Regions from separate parts of the Mus musculus genome. Here all the other regions are linked to region 5. A link is a contact called in public Hi-C, HiChIP or PLAC-seq and promoter capture Hi-C data. All regions are on one chromosome and are shown on one strand. The core of a region is the stretch at or near the end of the contact, and the rest is flanking DNA. Distances in the headings are between cores, read along the strand shown.

What was found. Promoter capture Hi-C pulls out the DNA fragments that hold promoters and counts their contacts. A called contact is a pair of places that touch in the nucleus more often than the background predicts. HiChIP or PLAC-seq counts read pairs in DNA pulled down with a chosen protein or histone mark.
Region 1: a promoter capture Hi-C map of 3T3-L1-derived adipocytes shows a contact between it and region 5, with 2.9 times the contacts expected there. The contact joins the enhancer-like site here to the promoter of Klhl7 in region 5. A contact is called at or near these places in 1 of 39 promoter capture datasets (3T3-L1-derived adipocytes), 2 of 484 Hi-C or Micro-C datasets (bone marrow-derived macrophages and stem cell-derived neural progenitor cells), 3 of 115 datasets of contacts at active chromatin or transcription factors (bone marrow-derived macrophages and embryonic stem cells) and 2 of 9 other capture datasets (adipose tissue and pancreatic islet).
Region 2: a contact with region 5 is called in a promoter capture Hi-C map of trophoblast stem cells, with 4 times the contacts expected there. The contact joins the enhancer-like site here to the promoter of Klhl7 in region 5. A contact is called at or near these places in 13 of 39 promoter capture datasets (the C10 cell line, the HPC-7 cell line, cranial neural crest and 6 more), 1 of 15 datasets of contacts at CTCF or cohesin (the NIH/3T3 cell line), 1 of 484 Hi-C or Micro-C datasets (bone marrow-derived macrophages), 16 of 115 datasets of contacts at active chromatin or transcription factors (SST interneurons, bone marrow-derived macrophages, cardiomyocytes and 12 more) and 4 of 9 other capture datasets (adipose tissue, liver, macrophages and 1 more).
Region 3: a Hi-C map of muscle stem cells shows a contact between it and region 5, with 4 times the contacts expected there. The contact joins the enhancer-like site here to the promoter of Klhl7 in region 5. A contact is called at or near these places in 4 of 39 promoter capture datasets (the 3T3-L1 cell line, 3T3-L1-derived adipocytes and pre-B cells), 8 of 484 Hi-C or Micro-C datasets (CD4 T cells, the HL-1 cell line, the N1E-115 cell line and 5 more) and 4 of 115 datasets of contacts at active chromatin or transcription factors (effector CD8 T cells, embryonic stem cells and pancreatic cancer cells).
Region 4: a contact with region 5 is called in an H3K4me3 HiChIP or PLAC-seq map of bone marrow-derived macrophages, with 5 times the contacts expected there. The contact joins the enhancer-like site here to the promoter of Klhl7 in region 5. A contact is called at or near these places in 15 of 39 promoter capture datasets (the 3T3-L1 cell line, the HPC-7 cell line, HPC-7-derived erythroid cells and 11 more), 1 of 15 datasets of contacts at CTCF or cohesin (large pre-B cells), 2 of 484 Hi-C or Micro-C datasets (bone marrow-derived macrophages and erythroblasts), 10 of 115 datasets of contacts at active chromatin or transcription factors (SST interneurons, bone marrow-derived macrophages, cardiomyocytes and 7 more) and 3 of 9 other capture datasets (adipose tissue, embryonic stem cells and liver).

Annotation. Positions count from the first base shown.
Region 1 is chr5:23,966,563-23,969,262 of GRCm38.p6, reverse strand. All of the region lies in intron 10 of Fam126a (family with sequence similarity 126, member A), which reads left to right. Among named protein-coding and RNA genes, the nearest start is that of Fam126a, 63 kb to the left of the region's middle. Within about 2 kb of position 1,387, at least 17 of the 459 cell types and tissues checked have an H3K27ac peak or open chromatin away from gene starts, as enhancers often do. A contact at or near this core is called in 3T3-L1-derived adipocytes and stem cell-derived neural progenitor cells, where this site is marked.
Region 2 is chr5:23,873,303-23,876,002 of GRCm38.p6, reverse strand. It overlaps the pseudogene Gm9534. Among named protein-coding and RNA genes, the nearest start is that of Gm42228, 22 kb to the right of the region's middle. Within about 2 kb of position 1,437, at least 62 of the 459 cell types and tissues checked have an H3K27ac peak or open chromatin away from gene starts, as enhancers often do. A contact at or near this core is called in bone marrow-derived macrophages, pancreatic islet and trophoblast stem cells, where this site is marked.
Region 3 is chr5:24,265,436-24,268,135 of GRCm38.p6, reverse strand. No RefSeq gene overlaps it. Among named protein-coding and RNA genes, the nearest start is that of Gm33476, 34 kb to the left of the region's middle. Within about 2 kb of position 1,320, at least 281 of the 459 cell types and tissues checked have an H3K27ac peak or open chromatin away from gene starts, as enhancers often do. A contact at or near this core is called in the HL-1 cell line, the N1E-115 cell line, Th1 cells and 8 more, where this site is marked.
Region 4 is chr5:23,893,015-23,895,714 of GRCm38.p6, reverse strand. No RefSeq gene overlaps it. Among named protein-coding and RNA genes, the nearest start is that of Gm42228, 41 kb to the right of the region's middle. Within about 2 kb of position 1,279, at least 114 of the 459 cell types and tissues checked have an H3K27ac peak or open chromatin away from gene starts, as enhancers often do. A contact at or near this core is called in the HPC-7 cell line, adipose tissue, bone marrow-derived macrophages and 6 more, where this site is marked.
Region 5 is chr5:24,099,322-24,102,021 of GRCm38.p6, reverse strand. It overlaps Klhl7 (kelch-like 7), which reads right to left and starts at 1,432. Exons shown (of 11, transcript NM_026448.3): 1 at 1,148-1,432. The coding sequence starts at 1,267.

The DNA.
Region 1 (2,700 bases), core at 138-2,637, 130 kb after region 5:
TAATCTGTGTAGAATATACAACTAGGTAGACAAGGTAACTGTAGCTTGTTATAAGTGATTTTTAAAGAAACAGAATAGAAGAGAAGGCATATGAAATGTAGGGATGTTGAGACTTTTGATGGGGCGACAGGGAAGTCTTCATTGACGAGGTTTCTGAGGAAGTAAGATGTGCCTTCCAGCTATTGGGGAAGCCCAGGAGGCCAGTCCAACACGCTGGGGAACAAGGGACTCAGGCACAAGAGTCTCACAGTAGAAAATGCTGAAGAGACATTAAGGAAAGGATTATGTACTAAATACTTGGGTTATATAATCATGTTTCTCCACTGTCTAATCTTCCTAAGAGTTGTCTTTTCTTTCTTGCTGTTTCCAGAATAACATGTTTTTCTTTTTGTTTAGTTTACTGAGTACGCAGACATTTCAGTTCCCTTAGAACAACCACATTTAATTTAATTGGAGGTTATTGTTACATTTAATTTCATGATTTCCTCTCTGCTCAGCCCCTGACCTCTGTCCTGAGAGTGACTAACAATTCATCTGCTAGCTTCGCTTTACAAATACCCTTCTTCCATTTCTGACTCCCTGCAAATTTCTATTGGCGAATCAACATTTTTAAACCATTAACTTCCATCAGCATGTTTTCACAAATAAAACCAATTAAAAATAAAAACAAACTGACCTTGAGTTATAAATTCTTCAGGTATTCTTCTAGAGTGTTTTTACTGTGACTCTTTATTCAGCCACAGTAAATTATTTGCCTTCTTTGAAGTGACCAAGAATCTAGACAGATAAATTAAACATTGTTGGGAGATGTTAGAGAATGTTTGCGTCAGGCTGGTTCTGACAAATTGAGTTAGAATTCACTGTGTGGATGGATGGACATTTGAAACTAAAAGTCTCATTTCTTTACCTAGTGCTTTCTGAACTGCAGTTTCCTCTTAGCAAATGGGGATTAATTAAATGGTCCACTTCAGAGTCTCACTACCATGTTGTTTTGAGAATATTATAGAGTAATATGTAAGAATGTGCTTTAAAAAAAAGTGCTGTTGAGTATCCCTTATTCTGTTAGAACACCTATATGTATCTTAAAAAAATTTTTTTTTATAAAGCTTAAATATTAGTTACTTTTGGAGATTTTTTTTGGTTGGTTGGTTGGTTGGTTTTTATTTGTTTTGTTGTTGTTTTTGTTTTTATGCCCTGGTAACTGCCAACATTTTTTATTCTCCCTCTGAACTGAATGTCTTTGTAATTTTCTTTCTTGACGTGGTTTCTACAGTATAAGTGAACGAGTCTTGGCTGCCACCCAACAGTGTCATGGTGACTACTCTGTGTTGCTATAACCTCTGCCACACACCATGATAAGAACCGATTTGCCCTTACTTTTGAAAATAGCTGTTGGAAAGTGGGGGTAGGCTTAGCTGGTTCCACACACAGGAACAGCGGGGTTCCAAAGCCCACTAGCCTCAGCCTGCCTGAGAATGGGGAACTTGGTATGTGAGGCAAATCAGACATGATCAGGCTAGGATCATGGATGCGGGGCAACAGGAGCTTCAAGGAGATGGAAAGTGTTCCCTGTGGCTAGCCGTGGCAGGCAGGGCCCGGGTGGGAATCCACTTTCAAACTGTGAAGGATTCAGAGCAGAGCGTTGATTTCTAAACAGCTGCATGCTAGTCACCTGGGAGCTCAAGATGTGTAGTGCCCAAACTACTTCATCCTATGGATGAATCAGGTTGCTGTGGTGAAAATGGGCACCTGGAAGGCTCCAGGATGGCAGATGTCAGTGAAGCTCGGCCTCCCTGGATCGTGCAGCTGTGGCCTCTGTTCTTTTACTGTGGCATGCTGTTTAGCAGACTTCAGCAAAATTCATAAGGCTTTGACGATTCTAGCTCCGCAAACAAAATCATTCTTCTCAACAGATTTGTGTGCTACATCTTAATGGGTATACAGTGTTCTTGGTTTTGGTTGTTTTGTCTGTTGTTATGGAGTTTAAATTTCACCACTGGTCTATTTTTCACATATTTATGTTATTTTTACTACTTATTATAGATATTTACTTAAGATCTTTAAAACCTTTTATATTTAAGGCACAGAATAAAGTTATCTTGATAGATATTTACTAGTTATGAGTTTTGTTCATTTGTTTGAATTACTGAGGCTGTTTTCAGGGTAAACTGAGAACCAGTTGGCTTTTCATATCTTGTTTTCATTTTTCTTCATTGTAGCACATCAAAATGTATAGTCTCAATAGGAACCTGAAGAAATGGACTGCTTAATTCTACCTTAAGCACATAAATGTTACTGATATTTGAGATTCTGAGTGTGTGAGACAAGAAGGGTTGCTAAGCACCAAGGCATGATTGAATAAGCAGTACCTTAATTATCATGGTTGATTATTAAGTCAGACTGGATGTAGTCTAATAAAAAATAAGATTTGAAGTGTACAAAGGGGACTTTCTAATTACTTTGGTTATCATTGTTGACAAGAGACAGAGTTTTTGCCTATAATTTGGGAGCTTTTACCTAAAGTTTATGTAAACTTAGTTGGTCACAATATTTTTAAAAGGCATTCTGTTTTCCTTTGTGAAAAAAATGTGTTTCATATTCCATGTAAAATGTGTGTGAAAATACAGAAAGTGAACTGATGCTCACTGGGCTCCTGTGCTGCCGCAGGATTGTAAATGAAGGGACTGACAGTGTGCGTGT
Region 2 (2,700 bases), core at 188-2,687, 230 kb after region 5:
GTTCCGCATAGAAGGAATGCCCAAGAAATGACCACCTCTGCTGTCCCCTAATACACAGGTAGACCGTGGTTCTGGAGGGAAGATTTTCATTTACCGACATTCTGGAGCCGTTTTAGGCCCAGACAAGCGAATGAAAAGATTTCTAAATTCTTGCCAGTGATAACTTCCTACATTCTCCACAAAATATTACCCTCCAGCGTGACCTTTGATTATTGCTGATGGTGGTGGTAGAAATTAGCGTTCTAATAAAGCGGTGAGTGCAGCAGGATGCTCTGACAGTGGGATGATCTGACAGCTTGTCTTTTGCCTCCATTTACAAAGCGTGCATGGCTCCTGATGCAATGTGTTCTAATTGCCAACTTAGAGCTGAACACTTCAGGCTACCCTATACTTGAGCAGTTGTAGTGCCTGTGAGTTGATGGCCAAGATAAAGGAAGCTATTAAGGAGTCTAAAATACTCGCCTTGCAGACTGGAACCCCTTATCATGCTTTCTATCTAAACAGTTCTTATTTAGATGTACTGCAGCTTCAACAACATCATCCAGAATAAGAAAAGCCGCATGAGACTTCAGTGTGTCCTCTGCTTGGGGTCAAGAAAACTTTCCTTCTCTCTGTTAACTTCTTTTAAAGGACTTCAGGGTAAATTTTTTGGCTCAAGTTTATTACAGGTTTGAAAATAAATTTGGGGATCTTTTCTTCAATGGTGGTAGAAGCCATAAGCTTTGGAGTCAGACGGCCTGGATTTTGAGGCTTGGCTCCATCATGTTCTTCCTCTGCAATCCTGAGAAAGCAGTTTCCCTCTGTGTGCCTCAGTTTTCTAGTTTGTAAAACGGAAGCACCATTAGCTTCTTAGAATTGTAAGAGTTAAATGAGATGAATGAGGTTGGTGACTATTCGCCTGACACAGTAAGAATTCTTCCCATTCACCTCTTCCCCCACCTCTCCTACCCCCCCCCATCTTCCTTCCCATGTCACTGTGCTGGCGACAAATCGGTGACCATCACTGTTATCAGCACTGCAAGGACTGTAGGTGACCTACTCTCTCTCTCTCACTTTACTAATCTGATCACTCACATCCACTACAGCTGCCTTTGCAGCTGTCACCCAGGTTGAAAGGGCCATTGCTAGTCTGCAGACAAACCTGCTGTCCACATCACTGACACTCAGGACAAGCCCAGGGAGCACACGGTGTCAAGGTCAGCAGAAAAGGCAGCATCCGTCCACTAAGTCTCAGTGTTTCCCCCTCCCCCTTGCAGAGAAGGACACAGCAGTGAGGCAGCTGGACCAGCCCATTGGCCCCTGTGACCTGAGCCAGGTGACAACACGGGCATCTCATGTGACTGGGTGTGGTTTCATTCTCAGATGGAACTTGGTTTCACTTCTTGTAGAGGTTCTATTTCTGTACAGGGTTTATCAACTAGTTCCCCTGTTGGCTGTAAAAACCCCAGCAGTGCACAGCGGGGTGCTTCCTAGAGAGGCAGCAAGCCTTCTTTGGAGGCTGCACACCCAAGGCAATGCAAACTCAGCGAGGTCTCTCATTTTGTTTACTCTTCCTATGTTGGTGTTTCGTTTATTATTTCCAGGCCATGTGTCTAACCACATCTTAATATTCTGTCTGCGAGTGTACATACAAACAGTGGGCTGCAGCTGAGTTCATATGGCTTGACCACATTTCAGGGGGCAGGCAGGGTAACTTGGTACAGTTAAATGGATTATTAAAACTTCAGGGACTCCATCTGAGAAGGGCAAGGGCAAGCAGCATGCCCATGGGACCTGCATAGCCTATCCTACCATCTTGGGAGACGAATTACTCCTTCCCATCTTGTAAATTCCTCCCCCAAAACCTCTAAAAACTTAAGAGAGGCAAATGTGTCAAGGAGGATGGGCCACTCTTTGGTCACGATAATAGAGTGGATCCCTGCAGCATTTGTTTCAAAATTATAAATTCCCTATGTATATGGGGAAGAACAGGGGTGGGAACGCTGCCAGTAGACATGACGTCATTCCCAAGTAAGAGCCATCTTCACCTATTGACAATGTTGCTCATCTCCCTGATTAATTCAGTTTCTTCTTATGGGCTTATGATTAGTATTCACTTTTCTCAATTTATTTTTCAGATAAAGACCACTAGATTAGCCGGGCAGTGGTGGCGCACACCTTTAATCCCAGCACTTGGGAGGCAGAGGCAGGTGGATTTCTGAGTTCGAGGCCAACCTGGTCTACAAAGTGAGTTCCAGGATAGCCAGGGCTATACAGAGAAACCCTGTCTTGAAAAGCCCAAAAAAAAAAAAAAAACAAACAACAACAACAAAACACTAGATCAACTTTATGAACAAGATGAAAGATCAATATGTAGAGGTGTGTATTCAGATGATAAATGGACAGAGGAATACATAAGTGGTAGCTCAATAGAAAGGGTATGCCCACTCCATGTTTTGCCTATGTGAACTTTCAAAGTTACTTTATTTCATATTCTCTGCCTCTCTGCAAAGTAAGAACAATTACAGAACTAATTTCATCAGGATACTGTGAGATTTCAGTAGGGTACTGTACACAAAGCCTGCTTTTATCCCCTCCCATACAATAAGACTGAAGCCAATGTTCTCTGTATTTCCACCATTGTTGTTTGGTTGTCATCTTTGTTTCTAGTAGCCTGGCAGTACATCCATTTGTATAATAAGCAGCTCCTACCTCTTGCCC
Region 3 (2,700 bases), core at 71-2,570, 170 kb before region 5:
CAGGTCAGAATTGTACCTGTACCTTTAAGTTCGGATAGATGATAGAATAATTAATTTAAATTGACAAAGATGATGGACTGGGTATTATAAGTGGATATCAACCTTATAATTTGCATAATTGTTGTAATCGTGTTCAATTTATATCTGAGAGAAAAGAGCCTTTTTAATTGAAATGTGAGAAATGTAGTGGGTTTGGCTATACTGCTTGTATTATAATGCTAATTTGGGTCCCCAAAATTGCTTGCTTGAGAGAGTCTGCATGTCCACAGGTAAGACACTGAGGAACCCTGCCCCTAGTTGGTTCTGATTGGTAAATAAAGATGCTGGCAGCCAATGGCTGGGCAGGACGTGGCAGACTGAACTAGGACTTTTAGGATTTCCCAGGCCTGGGACTGAGAACAAGAAGAGAGGGAAGATCTGCCATGCTAGAAGAGTGTGGAGAAGGGAGACACCATGCCTGAGAAGAGTGCAAGACAGAGAGGCATGGCCGCCACGTGAAGGAGCCGGGAGAGCACGGCCCAGTTGGGCAGCCCTCTGAGTCCAGAGCAGCCAAGGTAGAACACAGAATTTAGTAAGCTGTAACTCGGAATTATCGGTGGAAGGTAGATTCTATCAGTAGTGGAGGTTAGGCAGTAGCCCAGCTATTGTGCTGATTAAGACATGTGTGTGTGTTTCATTTGGGAACACAAGCCATTGAGGTAGATAGCAAACCCGTATCTGCGACTTAATTATTAATTATTTAATTCAACAATATTTGTGCACAGGACTCCAGTTCCAAGAGGCTCCATGTGGGTAGGAATTACAATTCATGATTTATAGGTACAGATGACATCTGTGGACCTCCTTGCTTGGTTTTTGAAACAGGGTCACAGTTGTAGCTTTGGCTCTCCTTGAACTTGTGGTGATCCTCCTGCCTCAGTCTCCCAAGTGCAGAGATTATAGGTGTGTGATGTCTTCCCAAGAGGTGCTTGTAAATTCTTGAGGTGAGGGCCTTGCTGTCCTTTGTCCTCTCAGATGTGGTGTGTGATGCTCAGATGCTGGGCTAGGAGGCTGTGAGGGAGACCTATACTAGCCAGACCTGTGTTTTACATATAAGTAAAAGTCCCCCGTGGAAGTTGTTATTAATGTGTTTTTTTGTGACATTCACATGAACTTGGTCTAAATCAATCCAGGATAATTCTGCAACATTTGGTCACCCTTCTGCCTCACACCTGGGGGCATAACACTTCAGCATTAATCTGTGACAGATTAACAGGGCTTCAGCCTGGCCCAATGGTGTTGACAGTTTGAGGTGTTGGGCGCCATCTGGTGGCCGCATGATACACAGCCCTAATCACAGGAAGTCTGTTTCCAGCTATTTGCATAGCAGCCCCAGCCCATTCTTTAGTCAGAACCCCAAGTCTTGAACGTCAGCGGCCTGACATGGACTCCAGGACTTTAAGACACCATCGAGCTTCCCAGCTCCTGTGGGCTCCGGAAATTGAGAGAGAGCTGTTTCTAGGAAGTGTCTGGCTGTCCTTCCCCTCCTGCCAGTTGAGAACCGGCTACTAAATAAAGATGCCATGTGACCTCCCTTCTGCAGACTCTCAGGTCTCAGAGCAACAGTTAAAGTGGAGAGGAGGCGGCTGATGACTCACTGATACTCCGGAGCAGGAAATCAACACCCAGGGAGCCTGACCCGGCAGCGGCTCATACAGAATTGATTGGCGGTGGTTTGAGCGTGGGTGGAGTGGCTTTAATGTAGCCGAGCTTATAATACTTCCTTCTGCCGACCTCTGGTAAAATCCTGAAACAGGACTGGGTATGGTGGCTCCGGCCTGTAATCTCGGTTCTCAGGAAACTGATCAAGGGGCGTTGCTGCAAAACAAAAGTCCCAAACAAACTCTGAAATGGCCGATAAATGGCTCCCACCAGCTTTCTTCAAGGTTTGGAATTGGTAGAGAGACTCGCCACACCTGACACACACGCTGCCATCCACACTGGCCACTGCAGGCGATGGGTTGTCTTCTCCCTTGGGGACCCTTTGCTAGTGGGGCTACTTAATGCTCCCTGGGTTCTAGGTCCCCCTCGGCCCTGAGTCCACTCACTCTTTGGACTAAGTGTGGCTACAAGCCTCAGAGACAAGATGGCAGAGACCCTTGGAGAAAGAAAGCACAGCTGAAAGAACCAAGGAGACAACTTCTTGTCTTCCAGTCAGGAGTAGAAACTGGAAATCCCAGATGCTAGTGGTGCGAAGGCCTCCCCAGGAGTGTTTGGGAAGGGGTGATCTGAGAACTGCTATGCTGTGGTTTGTCATGTTGGGGTCAAAGAAGCAGGTGAGGTGGGGAGGCCTGGCCATGTGGATGGGAGCCTCAGGGTAGACAGGGTGGCCATAGGACCATGGTCTCAGCTGACACGGAGAAGCCAAGCCAGGGACACAGAGACAGTATACCTCTCAAGTCTGGAATGAGAGGACTTGGAAGTCAACTAGACATTTTGCTGCTACAGAAATTGGGGTCTCAGAGGTCATGTGACTGCTATGTGACTATGCTGAGCTAGGTGGCACCAGACTCCTACCCTAGCAGAGACTCCTTGCACAAGGCTGTGGGGTCCGGGCCCTCCTTCCCTGGAGTTAGGTCCCTGACAATCCACGGCCCCTGCTCCAAAATTCTCTATCTTGTTTTGTCTTAATATAACCATGTTTATGTTTGTTTGTCTTGT
Region 4 (2,700 bases), core at 30-2,529, 210 kb after region 5:
ATCTCTCCAACCACAAACTCACAATAAAAGAAAGTGAATATGGGCAGGTTCCCAAACGGTGTCCAAGAACTAACATTATTGCAGAGGAGAAACAAGCATTGTAGGTTTGAAGGGAAATGTTCTTATCAAGAAACGACCTCTGAGGGAGTAAAAAAAAGCACCAGGTTGCCTCCAACCTATTCCCCACATTAAAAATGCAAAGGTGGTGCTTGAGAGATGGCACACACACACACACAAATAACAATAATAATATTATAATAATATAGGTAAAATGCAAATGTACACACAAAGCAAATAGGGAAAATATTAGAAACGTGCTGTATAAAAATATACGGAGAGAAGGACTACATTTGGTGGATGTGCAGTCAGGTGTGGGGGAAGAGGACTCCTCTGCGGGCCCATGCTGAGGCATCCCTTCCCACTGAGGGACTAGCCACACAATGACAACAGTATAATGTAGGGTAGAGTTTATTCGGGGCATGGGGAGGGGAGTTGAGTTGAGAGGGTAGTAGAAACAGAGAGAGAAAGATTGAGATTGAGAACTGTTGGGTGGAGCCTAGACAAAATGCTAACAAGACATAGTTAAATCTAAATCTAGATACTGGATGTATGGACAGTCCCTGAAGCAGTAGCTAAAGATCTACACAGCAGTTGGAAATGCTGTGGCTGCACATAGGACACTAGCTTAGATTTGAAGGACACGTTCAATAGTCAGTCTGGGCATGGTGGCATATGCGTATCTGTAATCTAGCACACTGTGAATCTGAATCTATCCTGGGTTACAAGGTGAGATCCTGACCCAGAAAGAGAGAAGAAGGGAGCGAGAAAGAGAAGAGAGAGAAAGGGCGACAGAAAGGTTGGTTGGTTGGTTGGTTGGTTGGTTGGTTGGTTGGTTGGTTGGTTGGTTTGGCAGCATAGGGATGCCAGCAGGTTCTACCCATTTGTGTGGGTATCCTCAGCAGACTGGCTTTTGACAGTCATGATTCCATGGCAGCTGCTGGAGCTAGAGGCATTGGCCACAGTCCAGGATAGGATGTGATAGGGTAGCATGAAGAAAATGTTCCTCTTGCAGTTGAAAGCAGACTCTTGCCCAGAAACCCAGTCTGTGGTGTCCCCAGAGGCTAGAACAATGGATAGCCAGCCTCAGGCCCAGGGCAGTGTGAAATTAGACTCACCTAGGTAGACTGAGTCCATTGTGATTCCATACCTCTGGCATGACTGCATTGCCATGGGCACATACTTGCCTCTATTACACAGAAAAGGGGGAAGTGATGGCGATTTGTCACTTCCTGAGCTGAATGGGCACCTCGCCCCTTTTCTTAGAAAGGAAATGGTGTTACTTCACTAGATAGTGAAGTGTATTAAACGAAACCAAAACCTAAACTCATTATGCACAGTGACCCTGTCGATGCCTGACTGCAGATAACAGGGGCTCAAAAGGAGACTTGGGTTTTCTGACTGTGTGTGGTCTCTTGAACGTAATCAAATAGAAACTCACCCTCCACAGAAACTACCTTTGTATCGCTTCAGTTGGAAATCCCTTTCTGAATACAGTGAACTTTTAAAATCTGTTCTCACTGTGGTAGACTCGTCGAACAGAATGGAGTCTGTTCCTTCAGAATGGAAACTATTCTTGGTCTCATCGTTAGCCACAGTTGGTCAAGGGTCCTCTAAGTGCAAGGCACTGTATTAGGCAGGAGTGTGTTCCTTCATTTATGCACGAAGAATGTTTCTGGCTACTCCACAAAGCCCTAAACTAAATCAGAGTAATTTCTTTAACAAAGAAAGAAAGAAACAAAATTTTCACTCACCATTCTAATCTCCCTCTCCATCTCAAGTAAGCTTACAACGGGAAACTCATGATACTTGGACTCTTTTTAAATCATTTATTTATTTGAGTCTGTGTGTGCATGTGCATGTGTGCTTGTATGAGCGTGTGTCTGTGTGAGTTCTAGTGCACCATGTGAATGTGTGGGAGCCCTTGGAGGGTGAAGAAGAGTGAGGAAGAGGGTGTTGGATCCTCTGCAACTGCAGTTGCTGGCATTTATGAGCTCCCATGTGGTGCTCTGCAAAAGCTGCAAGTACTCGTCACTGTGAGGCAGCTCTCCAGCCCCTTCTCGGCTCTACTGACCATAACAAGCCACAACTAGATCTTTTCTAGATCTGCTCAATGTCCCCTTACCTTAACTCTTTTTGTTAAAAGGTGCAATATGTTCATTGTGCAGGTGCAGGAATGAGTTATCAGATCAGTAATAAGCACATAACCATCAGGGGAGGAGACATGGCTGTGGGCCTTGGGAAGGTGCAGTGGAGACAGTCCTGTGGAGCAGGCAGATGGCCTTTGTCTCCCAGCTTTTGCCTGATGGCCTAGTATGCAGGGTTCACCTGAGGTCTGTCTTGGTCTGTAGCTGAGCACTGTCGTGCAGTGCTGTGCTGTTCTCTGGAAGAACAAATAAAACCAGCTGACAGGACTCCAGGCTGCTCCTGCCCTCGGCCATTTGCTGTCTGAATTGTGAGTAAGAAACCCAATGAGGGGCTGGTGAGATGGCTCAGTGGGTAAGAGCACCCGACTGCTCTTCTGAAGGTCCGAAGTTCAAATCCCAGCAACCACATGGTGGCTCACAACCACCCATAATGAGATCTGGTGCGTCTGAAGACAGCTATAGTGTACTTACATATAATAAATAAATAAATAAATCT
Region 5 (2,700 bases), core at 183-2,682:
TGAGGTAATGCTTTGCAAAGCTCCAGCCCACATCTGCCACAGTTCGGGACAGTAGGAGTATACCAGAATGAGCTTAAACAAATTTAAGCACCAGTGAGTTCGATTTAATTACCACTAGAGGTACACATCAAAGACACTTGCAATCTCAAATCATCAATTCTGTAGATCTCAAAAAGGTTACACAAAAAGAACACAAATATGAAAAGAGATGCATTTTAATAAAGAAGCCAGCCATTCACAGCTATTTCAGCATAAAAACCAGGAAAGATATAGGCATTGAAAACATAGTATCTATCCGCTACAACCAGAGCAGTGTGCCATCTTGTGAACAAAGAGAAGACTGCTGCGACCAGTGTTTGGCCTTAAGAAATCAGGAGTTGGTATCTTCCGAAATAAATCTTAAGATTCTTCTGCTGCCCATACTCACAGCAAAAGCGTCAGAAAGCCGAATTAGGTTTTTTAATCACTCAAGCTTATCTGTAGTGCTTTGTCCTCTTGAAAAACAGATTTCAGAGTCAACAAACTGACAAACATCCCCAGAATCCATAATGTGTTCTCTACCAAGTAAAACTCACGGAACCAAAAACCAACCAAGTGGTGTTCCCCTGCTTACCGGTCTATTGGAGGTTATAATCTAGTTAATTCTATCAAACACCTATCTACCGTCTCCATCGTTAAGCCGTGCCTTTCATAACCCACCTTTCAACCAAATGCTGCGGTTTCTCCAATACACGGCAAAATCAAAGACAGCACAAAGAGATCCTCTTGGTTAACAGTGGCGCCAGAACCCTTAGAAAACTGCTATTTACTGGTGACTGGCGTCGCCCTAAATGACAGGTGATTTATCAACTCGTGCCACTTGGGTGACAGGGCGGCGGGGCGGGAGCCTCCCTCCGAGAGCTCCAGATGACACCGCACGGTAAGGGAAGGCTCCAGGCCTCACGGGGAACTGGATGAGACCGGTTACACAACCGCCCCGGAGGCCCCCCGCCCGCCGCAGGAGTCCCCGTCGAGCGGGCCTCGGAAGCCCCGTGGCGGAGCAGGCCGTCAGCCAAGGCGCCGGCCCCGCCGCCAGCCTCCGCCGGACCCCTGCCCACCGCCCCGCACCGCCCCGCACCGCCCCGCACCACCCCGCACCGCCCCGCACCTGTTTCCTCATGTTGTTCATGACGCCCATGAACCCCGCCAGCAGCTTGGCTTCTTCGCGAGCCGCAAGTTTCTTCTCAGTTTTCTTCTTGCTACTCTTTTCCACGCCGGAGGTGGCCATCCTCTCTTTGCCCTCTGCGGGTTCGCGGCGACAGTTTGCCCGCCACACGCGGCAGTCTGGAGCACGGCTTCGGCGGCGGAGCTCGGAGAACTGCGGGAAAGCCGAAGGAGGACGAGACGAAGCCAACTCGGCCACGGTTGCAAGCGAAGGGAGTCCCAAGCATGCGCACTGGGTCGGGCGGGGGGGGTGCGCTCTAAGGAGGAGGGGGCGGGGCAGTGCGTCACAGCCACGCGACGCCCTAGCAACCGGCTGCGTCGCGCGGTGCGGCGTCCTCAACAGTGGGTACCCTTCGGCCTGATCCAAGCTCGCGTGTGCTTTTCTTCTACCAAAGGCCGACTTCCCAGGTTTAGATTTCGTGATGATCTATTTTGGATAATTGTGTAATAGAACAAACTAAGACGTCTCCCTATGGCGTAAGCTCCCTGAGAACAGGGTCAGTTCTTCACTGCCTTTTCAGACTGGGGCTCATTGTAGGCGCTCAGTAACTATTACAGGAAAATTGCATACTGCAAGGCAAAGGTTATTTAGGATAAGCACAAGAGTTACTTGTTTGAGATTCAGAAAGCAAAACCATTGTCCTGTCGATTTCTCCTCTCCGTGACATGCCTGCCTGTTTAGTAGGCTGTCTTTCTCATTAAAACAGATCTGGTGGGTGATGGTGGTGGTGGAGGCAGAGAGTGGTGGACTACTGAGAGAAACCCTGTCTGGGGAAAAAAACAAAATCAAAAAAACCAAAAAACTAGAGAGCAGGTGTTAGTTCCAGCCAACTTTATTGAGGTTTCCCCGGGCAGTTCTACTGGAATACAGAACTCAGTCCTAGAACTCACAGAAACATGTTCATAATGAGTTTTTTATTTTGCTGTTTAGGAATACACAGGACTGAAGTCGTTATTTCTAGTAATGAACTTTCTACATAGCCTCAGTTTTCTACCTAGATGTATGAAGAACTAGACAGAAGTTTTATGTAAAATGATCTAGACCGCTGTTGATCTAAAACAATAACTGCTTAAAAGAAAATTAAATAAATTATTTTAAGCTGCATAGGGTCAGCAATGGCCTAAAAAGGGATTGAACATATCCTGGACAGTATGTTTCTTTATAAAAGAGATTAGATAAATATATTTATCTGCAGGAGGTGGGGGAAGAAAGTTAATCAAGGCGTTTACCAGATACACTGGTGGGAGCATCAAGTTGGTGGACCACAGCACAGTGAGAAAATCCTTTTGGAAGTTTTAGACGTCATATATATATGATGCCCCCTTTCAACATGTTTTATTTAAGATAACTTTTAAATTAAATATATTCTAATCATATTTTTCCTCTCCCTCAGATCCTTCCAGATCTTCCTGTCCCTGCTCACCCAACTTTTTTTTTTTTTTTTTTAAATATATTTATTTATTTATTATATGTAAATACACTGTAGCTGTCCTCAG